Linked DNA regions of Rattus norvegicus: region 1 is linked to region 2. A link is a contact called in public Hi-C data. All regions are on one chromosome and are shown on one strand. The core of a region is the stretch at or near the end of the contact, and the rest is flanking DNA. Distances in the headings are between cores, read along the strand shown. Region 1 overlaps Il18rap (interleukin 18 receptor accessory protein). Region 2 holds the start of Il18r1 (interleukin 18 receptor 1).

Evidence for each region. A called contact is a pair of places that touch in the nucleus more often than the background predicts.
Region 1: a Hi-C map of the A7r5 cell line shows a contact between it and region 2, with 3 times the contacts expected there. The contact joins the enhancer-like site here to the promoter of Il18r1 in region 2. A contact is called at or near these places in 4 of 12 Hi-C or Micro-C datasets (the A7r5 cell line, the Rat2 cell line, Schwann cells and 1 more).

Annotation. Positions count from the first base shown.
Region 1 is chr9:50,275,782-50,281,952 of GRCr8, reverse strand. Il18rap (interleukin 18 receptor accessory protein) reads right to left here. Exons shown (of 12, transcript NM_184047.2): 6 at 1,397-1,547. Among named protein-coding and RNA genes, the nearest start is that of Il18rap, 15 kb to the right of the region's middle. Within about 2 kb of position 2,607, at least 4 of the 93 cell types and tissues checked have an H3K27ac peak or open chromatin away from gene starts, as enhancers often do. A contact at or near this core is called in the A7r5 cell line, where this site is marked.
Region 2 is chr9:50,221,386-50,226,986 of GRCr8, reverse strand. Il18r1 (interleukin 18 receptor 1) reads right to left here and starts at 3,496. Exons shown (of 11, transcript NM_001106905.2): 1 at 3,147-3,496. It also overlaps a transcript of Il1rl1 not described here.

The DNA of each region.
Region 1 (6,171 bases), core at 1,358-3,857, 56 kb before region 2:
CCCAGCACTGAGGAGGCTGAGGCGAGAGATTATGCGTTTGTGGCTAACTTAGACTATGTGTTAAAGATTCTATGCTGGCATACACAGAGAGACCTTTGCTCAAATAAGGAAACGAATGAACAAACAAAAACCTACACAGAGAGAGAGAGAGAGAGAGAGAGAGAGAGAGAGAGAGAGACAGAGAGAGAGACAGAGAGAGAGAGAGAGAGAGGTGAACTAACAACTTGAAACCAGCTTCAAGTGTGAAGTGGGACCTTTGGGCAGACCCTAAGCCACACCCAATGATCCCTGTTCACTGGTCTTCTCTCCCTCCTCTGTATGGTGTTTTCTCATGACTCCTGAGCATGAGCATATACAAACCATCACAGTCCATCAGGCCCAACATAGGTGATATACATCCAAGTCAGAGCCCTGGGCAAAGCAGAGTGAGTACCCATGTTCATTCCATTAGGAAGAGAAGAGTGTTTGGTGCCGTTCACTCTGGTGTCAGAAGCAGAAGCAGTGCTCATATATATATATATATATATATATATATATATATATATATAGAGAGAGAGAGAGAGAGAGAGAGAGAGAGAGATTTGATTTTATTGTTAGTCAAAGAGGAATAAATTAGGGGAGAGAAAGTAAAAGCACAACTTGATACCAATCAAAAGAGTCTCGTGGCCCCCAATATTATTTAGGAATATTTAAATTTTGTTCATCATGAATAAGGGGTGCCAACTCGAAACCATCACCTTAATAAGATAGTGTGTGTTTAAGATGCAAAAGGCAGTGTTGTGTTTTATCAATAAATGTATGCATGCATAGAAAAAGCATAAATTTAATCTAGACCAGGGGTTCTCAACCTGTGAATCAAGACCCCCTTTAGGGTTCATAGGGGTCACCTAAGACTATCAGAGAACATGGGTATTTACATCACAATTCATAACAGTAGCAAAATTACAGTTATGAAATAGCAATAAAATAATTGTATGGTTGGGGCTCACCACAACACAAGGGAACTATATCAAAGAGGCTGAGAACCACTGATCTAGACTATAATCTTTCAGTGCCTCGTGGGAAACAGATCTCAAGCCATAGCAGTGATGTTCCTTTTCTTAAAAAATAAAATACACAAGTAGAAACTATCCAATGCATATTTAAATTTCTTGCAAAAATAAACCAGAAAGAAAGGAACAGATATCCCACTTTAAGACAAGATGAACATGACCCAGAGCTGAGCCCCTCTGTGTAATAAGACTTCGTTGATGGAGACACTGGGTTTGCCAACATGCAACCCTTTAATGGTTGCCAGTGTGTGACTATCTCTTTTCTTAATCTAAAGAAAAATAATCACTTAACCAAATAAAGATGATTTTCACCGGTCCACAAGAGTTCAGAAAAAGTCACTTACCGATGGTTCTCACTTGAACCACAGCTCGGACGGTCCAGGAACTCACATTATCTGACTGAGTGTAATCGCACACGTACAAGCCTTGGTGAAAATCATAAATATCCTCCATCTCAATTGGATTTTTCTTATACTCGGGCAGCAGTCTTCCATCCTAATCCAAAAGATAAGAAATTAAACACCCCAGAGTTCTTATTGATATTCATTTTGCCCATAGAAAAGCTTCAGAGACTGAACTTCGGTCAAGCAAGAAGCTGTCTCTTAGAATCCTTCGGTAGCTCCTCACAGACTAATCTGGTCTCATTCTGGGCTCTGGCTCCTTTACACGCCCCGCCTTCCCATGACAGTTATGCTCTCTGGAAGCAATCTGTGGTTCCAGGCACAGGCACCACCTTTTTACAGTAAGGGTGCGATGGGGGAACATCCCTGTCCACAGTTGTTAGAAGTAGACACTGGCCCTGGGAAGTAAGTGAGTCGTGGGTACATGGTAGGGAGTAAGCGTGAGTCCCTTCACACAGTCGGCCGTGGGCCTCCAGGCACTGAGTCTCAAGCTCTTCTGTCACATCCCAGAGTGCTCAGGGAGCACCTGGCAGCAGCACACACCTCTCGGCTCCCATAAAACAGGGCTACCTCCCTGAGTCTGAGGAGAGTTGCGAAGAACACAGGGGAACCAATTAAAAAATCAACATCACTGTAGGACGATGCAGAGTAAAGCTCAGGTACAGGAAAGAAGGCCAAGGTGGACTGAATGTGTTTGATCTGTGTAAACGGCTTCCTTAAGGACCTGTGAGTTCAGGAGAGCACAAAGCAAGGAAGGTTTTAAAGCAGGAGAGTGCTGTGATAGGACATTTTGAGCAAAGTGTCTAAAGTTGGCTGTGGTGTTCTTGGACTCGGAAGTAAAGACTATTGTGACCACCTTCTTATCACTTGGGATTTTAGGGCACTGTGGGGGGCCTCAGTCAATATCTGTGAAAAGATTTGTCACCACTGTCCTAAATCCTGCAGACTAACTCCCTATGTGATGCCTTCTATGACACGGGACCTTCCACTCTCCTGGGAACATCAAGAGTAGATCTTTTACGATTATAATCTAAAGAAAGGAGAAAGCAGAGACAACAAACGGTGGAGAACCTGATCTCTACAGAGGTTGCGAAACTCTCTCTTATGTATGACTCCATGTGGTTCGCATTAGATGACAAAGCTCCCAGATGCCACTGGCCTTACACATCAGGGCAGCTGCCATGACTGACCTTCAGTCTTCCTCCTCTCTTAGCTCTCCCACAGAGCCCAATATTCCCACTTCCTCCTGCTGTATTCATACCTCCCTCGGAAACCTTTAGGACAGGACACCTTGCATTGCCTTACAAGACTGACCGCTTTCTCTTCAGAGGCAGAGTGTAGTCTGTAGTTTCACTAACTCCCTTAGTAAGATTCTGACCTAAAGGACAATTCCTCTCAGACTGCCTCTCTCTTGAACCAACTCTCTGATTTCTCTCCATATGACCTATCACTTACTTGTCCAGAGGAGTGTCTGGCTTGGGCTTCACATGGATTTTATCACTTTTATTTTACAAACGAGGAGAAAAGTATTTCATAATTTAAGTTAAAATCTAACACGGGCATGCTTGGTAAATGAAGAACTGAATATTAAACCTTTTTCTGACTAAGAGTCTCATCTGCTACTTGAGGGATTTCCCTTCCACTGGCCTTCTCACAGGTAGAAGCAGGAATTTCCCCACCTCCAAGTGTCTGGCACAGTTCCTGTGGCCCAACAAAGAGCTTTTCCCGGGCTGGCACAGACAGGACCACACTGGTCATAGAGTAGTTACAAGTCAGGAGGAAAAGTCAGGGAAAGTGCCAGAGACAGACAGCTGAAATATTTATCAGGCGATTGTGAAGATCAAGAACACTCCAGAAGTGAACAAGAAGAAAATCCCGGAGATAAAGCTTTAGAAAACCCACTAAGAGCCTACAAACTGCAGAGCATAGACTGTGGGCAGTAAATCTCCTAAGACTCTGGTGGAGTGGTGACACAATGCACCATCACTAAGAAAGACCACAGTCGGTCCACTGAGGAGCGTAGATGGCTAACCAAACAGACCTGTTCCTCGTTCTATAGATAGTGACTACGGCTTAGTGTGTACCATGAAATGACGTTGTGAGATGGAACTCAAGAGAAATGTCAAAGAAACATGTGAAGAGATGTGGAGCTCAGCAGTCTTTTCAGTCACATGCAAGACTGGCAGGAAGGAGACGCAGAGACGTCTGCCCAAAGTACTATGTTCCGCTCTGAGGAGGGGAGGTAAAAAATGAAAGTACAAAGGGGGAGCATCCACAGTGCAACCTGTGTGGAGAGTCGGAGGTCCTGGGAAGAACAAGTGGAAACCAGATGTTTAGGGGTGCATGTAAGGAGAACAAAATCACTCCTAGTGAGAGAGCGATCACTGGATTTTTGTGGTGTCCTATCCTGAAGCTTTACTACCAGGCAGCACGGTACTAGGGAGCACCCCAAAATTGTAGGGTTCTCTAGGAATGGTGCTGTTTACCTGGCCATCCCCTACCTGTTCTGAAGGGACTTCCTGGGTTTATATTTTCAGTCTGTTCTCCTTCATGGGCTTGAAATGGCTGTTCACCATCATCATCGCCACATCTGGATTTAAGCATATCATATCTTCGCTCTCTATGATTGAGCCAGTTTCTATTGTCTACAGCTTGACAAACACCATGAATTATTGTGAGCCAAAAGATTCTAAAATGTTATGATTGCCTCTTTAACTCATCCTTCGTCAAAGCATTTGATTGTTCCTCTTCTTCCATAAAAGTGTCTCCTCCCTTCATTGCCAGCTCTGTGGATAGGAATGCACACTGGGAAAGTTTAAACATGCTAGCAGGGCTCCATCCCCACTGGCATGAGCATGAGCAACCCACAGTTTTTATTTCCAATCTAGTGGGGTTTATACCGTGCAAGAACTCCGCGTCTAACTCAACAAGCAGCTTGCCCATCTTCACTGAATCGGTTCCTTGTCTTTCTCTGTTGTGATGTTATTCTTCCTTAGTTAGAACCCTCGCACAATCTCTTGCTCCAATCACCCTACAATGCCATTCTTATTTTTTCAATCCCATAGTTGTATTCATTTTAATATAATCAATGGAAATTAATAAACCAGACGTTTTAAAATAGGGGTCCAATATCAGTTCCTAGCCAACATACTGAGTAAATTATTGAACAGATGGTGTATGGGCAGCTGGGAAGGAGGTGGTGGTTAATATCAGCCAGCTTGCACTCACTACCAGCATATAAAAGTCATCTAATTTTCCTGCATAACTGAGAACTTAGATTAGAGACTCAGGGCGCTATACATTTGATCTTTACTCTATGGTGTAATTTGGACAATACATTCACGATCCCCCTGTTTAACAATAAGACAGTTATGAGATGAATAATAGGAGGTGTGGGTGCCTTTTCAAATAACTGGACAGTAATGCCACCCCCATGACAGTGTGCCGCTGGAAGCATTCTTCAGAACCCACAGCAGAGAGAGAAAGCTGTCATGCACACTTGCTCAGTAGGCCTCCCACCTCCCCACACTTTTTTTTAAAAATTGATCTTATAGATTTTGCTTTGTTATATTACAATTTAGGATTTTGTGTTCTTAAGGGATTTCTGTGTGTGCCTGTGTGTGTGTGTGTGTGTGCGTGCCTGTGTGTGTATGTGTGTGTGCCTGTGTGTGTGTATGTGTGTGTATGCGTGTGTATACGTGTGTATGTGTGTGTGTGTGTGCGCGGGTATGTGTGTGTGTATGTGTGTATGTGTGTGCGGGTGTGTGTGTATGTGTGTGTATGTGTGTGTGTGCCTCTGTGTGTGCATGTGTGTATGTGTGTATGTGTGTGCGGGTGTGTGTGTGCGTGGGTGTGTGTGTGTGTGCCTGTGTGTGTATGTGTATGTGTGTATGTGTATGTGTGTGTGTATGTGTGTGTGTGTGTATGTGTGTGTGTGTATGTGTGTGTGTGTGTATGTGTGTGTGTGTATGTGTGTGCGGGTGTGTGTACGCACCTGTATCTGCATCTGTATGTCTTTCTTATGCTTTCTCTTTGGCTCCTTTTTCTGTTGTTTGTCCTATTCTGGTTTGATCATTTGGTTTCCTAGCTGCCTGTTTGCTTTGTAATGACAAAGAGAGATAGGGTGTGGATTTGGGTGGATAGGAGCTGGGTGGGGTAACCTGGGAGGAGTTGAAAAAAGTGAGCCCATAATCAGAATATACGTATATAAAATAGCTATTTCCAATAAAAATTCAAATCACTTTAAGAAAAAGAATCACATGGTCATGTTTAATCCATCAGCTTCGAAACCCTAAGAATGATACCTGGTTCAATGGGTTATAGAATTATAAAATCAAAACCCCAAGTTTCTTAACACAAAATGATGAGCTAAAACCAATGTGTTAGAATCCAACAGGAGTGAGCATAAAGTTAGGAATACTGGTTACAAATTCTAATCCTAGACACATAGTTGAGAAAGCTCCTCAAACTGTCTGGTTGTAGTTCTTATGAAAAAGGATGGTGTGGTAGTGTGATTATGCTTGGCCCAGGGAGTGGTACTATTAGTGGGTGTGGCCTTGTTGGAGTGGGTGTGGCCTTGTTGGAGTGGGTGTGGCCTTCTTAGAGGAAGTGTGTCGCTCTGGGGTGGGGCCTTGATATCCTCCTCCTAGCTGTCTAATGAGACAGTCTTCTATTTGCTTTCAGAACAAGATGTAGAACTCTCTGCTTCTCCAGCACCA
Region 2 (5,601 bases), core at 2,247-4,746:
TCACACTCATGCACTGTCACTTACAAACTAAATTCTGTCATATAATAACCCATAACTGTCTTCATTTAGTTCATGGAGTACAACTGCAGGCACCAGGCCGTCTGGATCTGAACCTTGAAGTCTTTTCCTTTACCAGCTTAACAGTCACGGGCAAGCCTCCTGGCCTAGCCATGCTTAGAGTTCTTTATCCATAGGAGGGAATGACAGTTCTGCCTCCCTGAGCTGAGAGGGCAGCTAAAACTGTTCCTGCCTAAGATATCCAGAGAATAATGTCATCTCGATGTTGGCTCTTACCACTCTCCTTACTTCTTATCATTTTATTGGCATTGTGATCTGGAAGGACAGCCGTATTAATGCACCCTGTATGATTAATGCACACTGCCCAGCCACATTCTAGAAATGTCCTGACAACTTCTACCTGCCTCGAGAGTGCAAGACATAAGGCGCTTTCTACCACACCCAGGACAACATGCTGCTCCACCCCACCTTTCAGATCTAGCTAGGCTGTCCATCCTAGTGGAACAGGGCCTCTTGTTTATTTGAATCTGCATTTTCTTTTCATTATAAAGGAGGCAAATTACCACATAACACTAGCTGTTTTATTTCATGATTACCAACTTTTTCATAGCAAGTCATTCTTTCCCAGTTCCCCAATGTCTGGAATTCTACTCAATTGGTTTGGCTTACTTTTAATTTCTCTTTTGGTGTATTAGCACATAGAAAATGTTTGCTCGTGCACACACATCAATAATATTCTGTCTCTGTGTGTGTTTTATTATCTGTGAGTATAGTGTTTCCCTCAAAGGTAACACAATCAGCTATATTCCTTATTTTATGGTTTTCATTCTTACATTTGGCTTATTTATAAATTTATAAACATTTTATTTTCTTCTTTGCCATGAAATATAGTAGTACCTAATTAAACTTCTGCTTCCAAAATAAATACGAATTACTTCTCTGTCCAGTCAAATAGTGCTACCTTTCCTTTGAAGTTGGTTGATATTCACTTACAATGTAAAGGCTCTCCTAGAGCACTCTGGGAGATCTAGCACAGGTGCCTGCCCAGTGGCGAATGTGTGCATGAACACACTTTCTCTCTGTGCTAACCTAGCCATGGCAATTACCACTAACCAGCACGAGCCCCTCTATGTTGGCTTCTTTGCTGAATCATTGAGTGAACCAAATCCACAAAACACATACAGAGGGGAGTCCTGGCTGATCATTCAATTCATTGCACACCTACACCACCTGCAATTTCTCAGAGCATGACATCTTCAAAGGCATAACATGTTTTAACAGGCTTGTTGCCCACTAAACATACACAGGGGGTGGCCTGAGCCCTTGACTCCCCCAAAGTTCCCCCTGACTCCAGGGTGAAAACAGATGGAAAGCCACCAGTTTACAGGTCTTGCCCACACACCCAGAAAATAACATATTGTCTTAGAAACATTCACTCTAGAGTTGACATAATAAATGTAAAATTAATACATGTGCAAGCATATGTGTGTACCCATGAACAGAAAGGATAGTTACAAACTTAGTTACCCAATGACATGAAATTATCTCTAGATTAAAGTAGTTCTCTTCCAAACGTTATGTAATCTTGAGGCATAGAGTGAAGGCCAGATGCAAGGTGACCACTATCTCTGTCCCCAAAGACAAGGGGGCACTTCCAGGATGTCCTTTCAAAGGGTGTCAATGTGGTCATGTCCTGAGGTCCTGAGTTTCTGATTCTGTTCCATCTCCTTTTGGGTCCTCCCCATGAGAAAACTGACCACATTCTAGTAAAAAACAGTTCATCGGAGCACATAGATGCAAGCCCTTTAAAAGCTCCTCAGTAGGTGCTCACACACACACACACACACACACACACACACACACACACACACATTCACTCACACTCATGTGCATACACACAGTTTCTGAGGCTAGGAGAGTAGGAAACAGCCAAGCCCTTGACAGTTGTTTCAGTGACTCACAGGTAAACTTGTCACCTAAGTGTCAGCCACTGCTTAACAAAACATGACCCTGAGGTGAGGTATCCCTAACACTGCTTTGGTGAAAGTCCTGACACCCCATAAGGACACACACACACACACACACACACACACACACACACGTGCTGAGAACTGAGGGCAGGCTAGCAAGCCCTCTCCCACTGAGCTGGGCTCTCCTCCACTCTCCTTTTCACTACAGTGTCTAATGCATAAGTGTTTTACTTCTGGAGAAAGGCAAAACAGCCAGGTTCAACCTGCAAAAATGATCTTGAAGGCATCTATGCACTTCTGTTCTAAGACAAGGGGTGTGCACAGTGGACTTTAAGGAAAGTCTATAAGGAAAGTTGTTGCCACCTCCCAACACTTAGCATAAAAATACCTGCTGCTATTATCTCCCCATTTCCCCCAATGTGCCTGCACAAGCATTGATCTGGACATACAGACCATGTTCCCTACTCTCCTCCAGGACCCAAAGGTCCTTGCCATGTGACACAATGGTTGGCTTTGTCAGATTGCTTGCCTTCCCAGTCAAACCCACCTCACAGCACCCCCACAATTCTTGGACCAGCCTCCACTTCCTACTGTGGCTCCCTGTTCTTCCAGGATGTAATATCTTGAAGCAGATATTCTTGTGACTGTGTTATGCATGGGGGAGGGGGGGCGCTTGTGCATGCATCCGTGCACACACATGCATGTAAACATTCAAGGGAGTTGGAACTATTCCCCCAAATCTGCATAAATCAGTCATTCATTGATGTGATAACCGTGATGTGCCCTGCTAGGATTTCTTACTTCCGGAAGCCCCTTCATTAAGCACAAAAATTTCCGGAATAAGGAAAATCCAATGGAATCTCTAATCTATTACTAGGTAGATGTTCTTAGATAAATCCCTGCATCTTTCTCCCTCGACGTTGTTTATTAAACCTGATGATGTTGCCTGTTTCATTTGTCTTCTGGGGGATTAAGCGACTAGAATACAGCACACTTGAGTGTATTGTCAGCAGAGGGTAAGCGCCGAATAAACCAATTGTTGCTGTGTTTCATCTGTTTATACCTCTCTACAAAGAACCTATGCATTTGTAGTCACTAGTTACACACACACACACACACACACACACACACACACACACACACACAAGCACCACTCACAATTGATTTTGTTTTCAGGATCCTTGCACCCCTGGGAGTGGGTGGTCCCTTCCCCTTGCTCCAGACAGCAGAAGACAGTGAGGACTGGACATCAGAGCCTGCCCTTACCTTCAGAGAGGTGACTCACAATCAGGGCAGGACAGTGGCTTCTCCTTCACTTACATCTGCGGAATTCACCAAGCAGGTGAGACTGAACACCTCCGGGTCCACAACTGTGACACCAGACAGGGAAGGAGAGTATGGTCAGACAGGGCCAGGAGCTTGTTAGAGGGATCAGGCAACCCAAGGAATTATTGAAGAAAATGAAAGAAAAAAGAAAAGCTAGCGATTCCGGGGGTGGGGGATGGGGGAAGGAAGATCGGAACAGTAAGAAGGAAAAGTTAAGTCTTCTGGTGTACACCGCCCGGGATGGGAGGAGCTCCAGTCCTGAGTTTAGAGTTGGGGCACTCAAGTCTGGAGCTTTCAGTTCTGGGAAGCCCTGCGCTCCTGGCAGCAAGCCTGTGCCTGTTTCCTCCGCTGGTCCCCGCTCACCTATGAGCTCCACAGTTCTCAGAGCTAACCTTGACCCCCACCTCCAAGGCGATAGAAAACGCCCCTGGAGCTCTCCTTCCTGGGTCTCAGCTGACTCTTCGGAGCTCCACACCTCCAGGGAGCCACAGCCACCGCCCCTGGCTTCCGGGAACCTGCAGCCCTTCAACTCTACCCACTACGATTCCTTAAAGAACCACCTGCGCCCTGTACATGCTACACCCTTCAGGCAGAGGGCGCTGAGAACCCGCGACTCCAGCTGGGAAGGAGGGAGGAGAGTCCTTAAGACTGCCAAGCTCACAGAGACAACAGTGTCCAAAGGCCAGCACAAGATGCTCAGCTTCCTGAATGGGTGGAAATTCACAATTGGGAAGTAATAGTGAGATTTTAAATTGTTCAAAAGAAACGGAGCCCCAACAGAGAATTTCTGGATTTTTTTTATAATGAGCTAAAATTCTTCAAACACACATGAAAAAAAAAAACACTCAGGGAGTCAATGGCACAATTATTTTTGCCCATTGAAAAAAAGTTTGCTGTACAACAAATATGAAAAGCATAATATTTCTGGGATACATGGAAAACAAGTGTTTAACAAACTTCAACACTCCTACTGCAACTCACAAACTGGACAGTCGAAAGGCTCATTCGCTTCCTAGTCTAATATGGAAATGTCTACAAGCAGCAGCACGGAGAAACGCTTTGCGTTCCTATGACTAGTAACTAAATAACGTCAGCTCAAAGTCAGACAAGCACTCTGAAGACATGGGGGCAGGAGATGGTAGAAATGGGGGAAAGTCCACAGAAGACATTTTTACATGGATCACACTTTGAACCTTTTAAAACATAAAATAAAACTAATATTTTGAGTTTAGCAAAACCATCAGATGCTAGTTCGTTACAAAAAAGTCAATTATCTCTTCCCTTCCTCCTTCTTACTCCTTTTTTTCTTTTTTTTTCTCCTTTTTCCTCCTCTTTCTCCTCATTTTTTGAGACAGGGTTTCTCTGGAAGCTCTGGTGCCCTAGAACTCACTCTATAGACCAGGTTGGACTCAAACTGGCAGAAATCCACCTGCCTCTGCTTCCCAAGTGCTAGGATTAAAGGCATTCGTCACACTGCCCAGCTCAATTACATGCAAATCGTTTAGAATTGCATGCAGAAGAATCTTGAACGAGGACAAATAATAATTTTTGTAGGTCATTTTCAGTGAGTGGAGCAGCAGGAATGAAGGAGTATCTATTCCCAGGACTAAGACTAGGGAGAATTTCATTTTTAGAGGTCTTCATTCAGAATGATCACAGAATATGGTCAAATTCACATGGCTCACGTTGAGACTTCATAATCACAAATACTAATACTAGTACTCATCGAATTCTTTCTGAAATCCAAATACCTCTATTTTCTGTTAGCAAAAGAATCCAGCGTGGTATTGTCTTTCAACAGACCTAAGAAAACTACTATTTGAGGATGTTGAGGAACTTCCTGGCAGCCACAGAGCTGGTTACCCAGAGCAAGGATTCTCTCCCGATTCCACGTCCTGTACATGAGACACGTCATGCTTCTCATCAGTCAGTTTACACATCATGCGTCTCATCAGTCAGTTTTTGGCAGCTCGCTAAAGGTAGATGAAGCAGCAGAGGAACACACAGCTGTCCACTACAGCGGGGCAGGCAGATTTCGCAAACCGTCCACCCACAGGATAGATGCGCAGGTACCTGGCAACCCACATTAAAGGCACAGAGGGAAGAATGGGCTATCCTGGATCCTCTACACATGCTTCTGCATATGGAGTCTCTGCAGCCTCGTCTCTGAAATATATGTTGACCATGAGTTCAACATTCCCCTCCTTTCAAGAGTCTCCCGAATTCTGTTTTCATTGTCACCCCAGTGTGGAGTCCCATCGCCGACGGAGGCAGGACTCAACTGAGG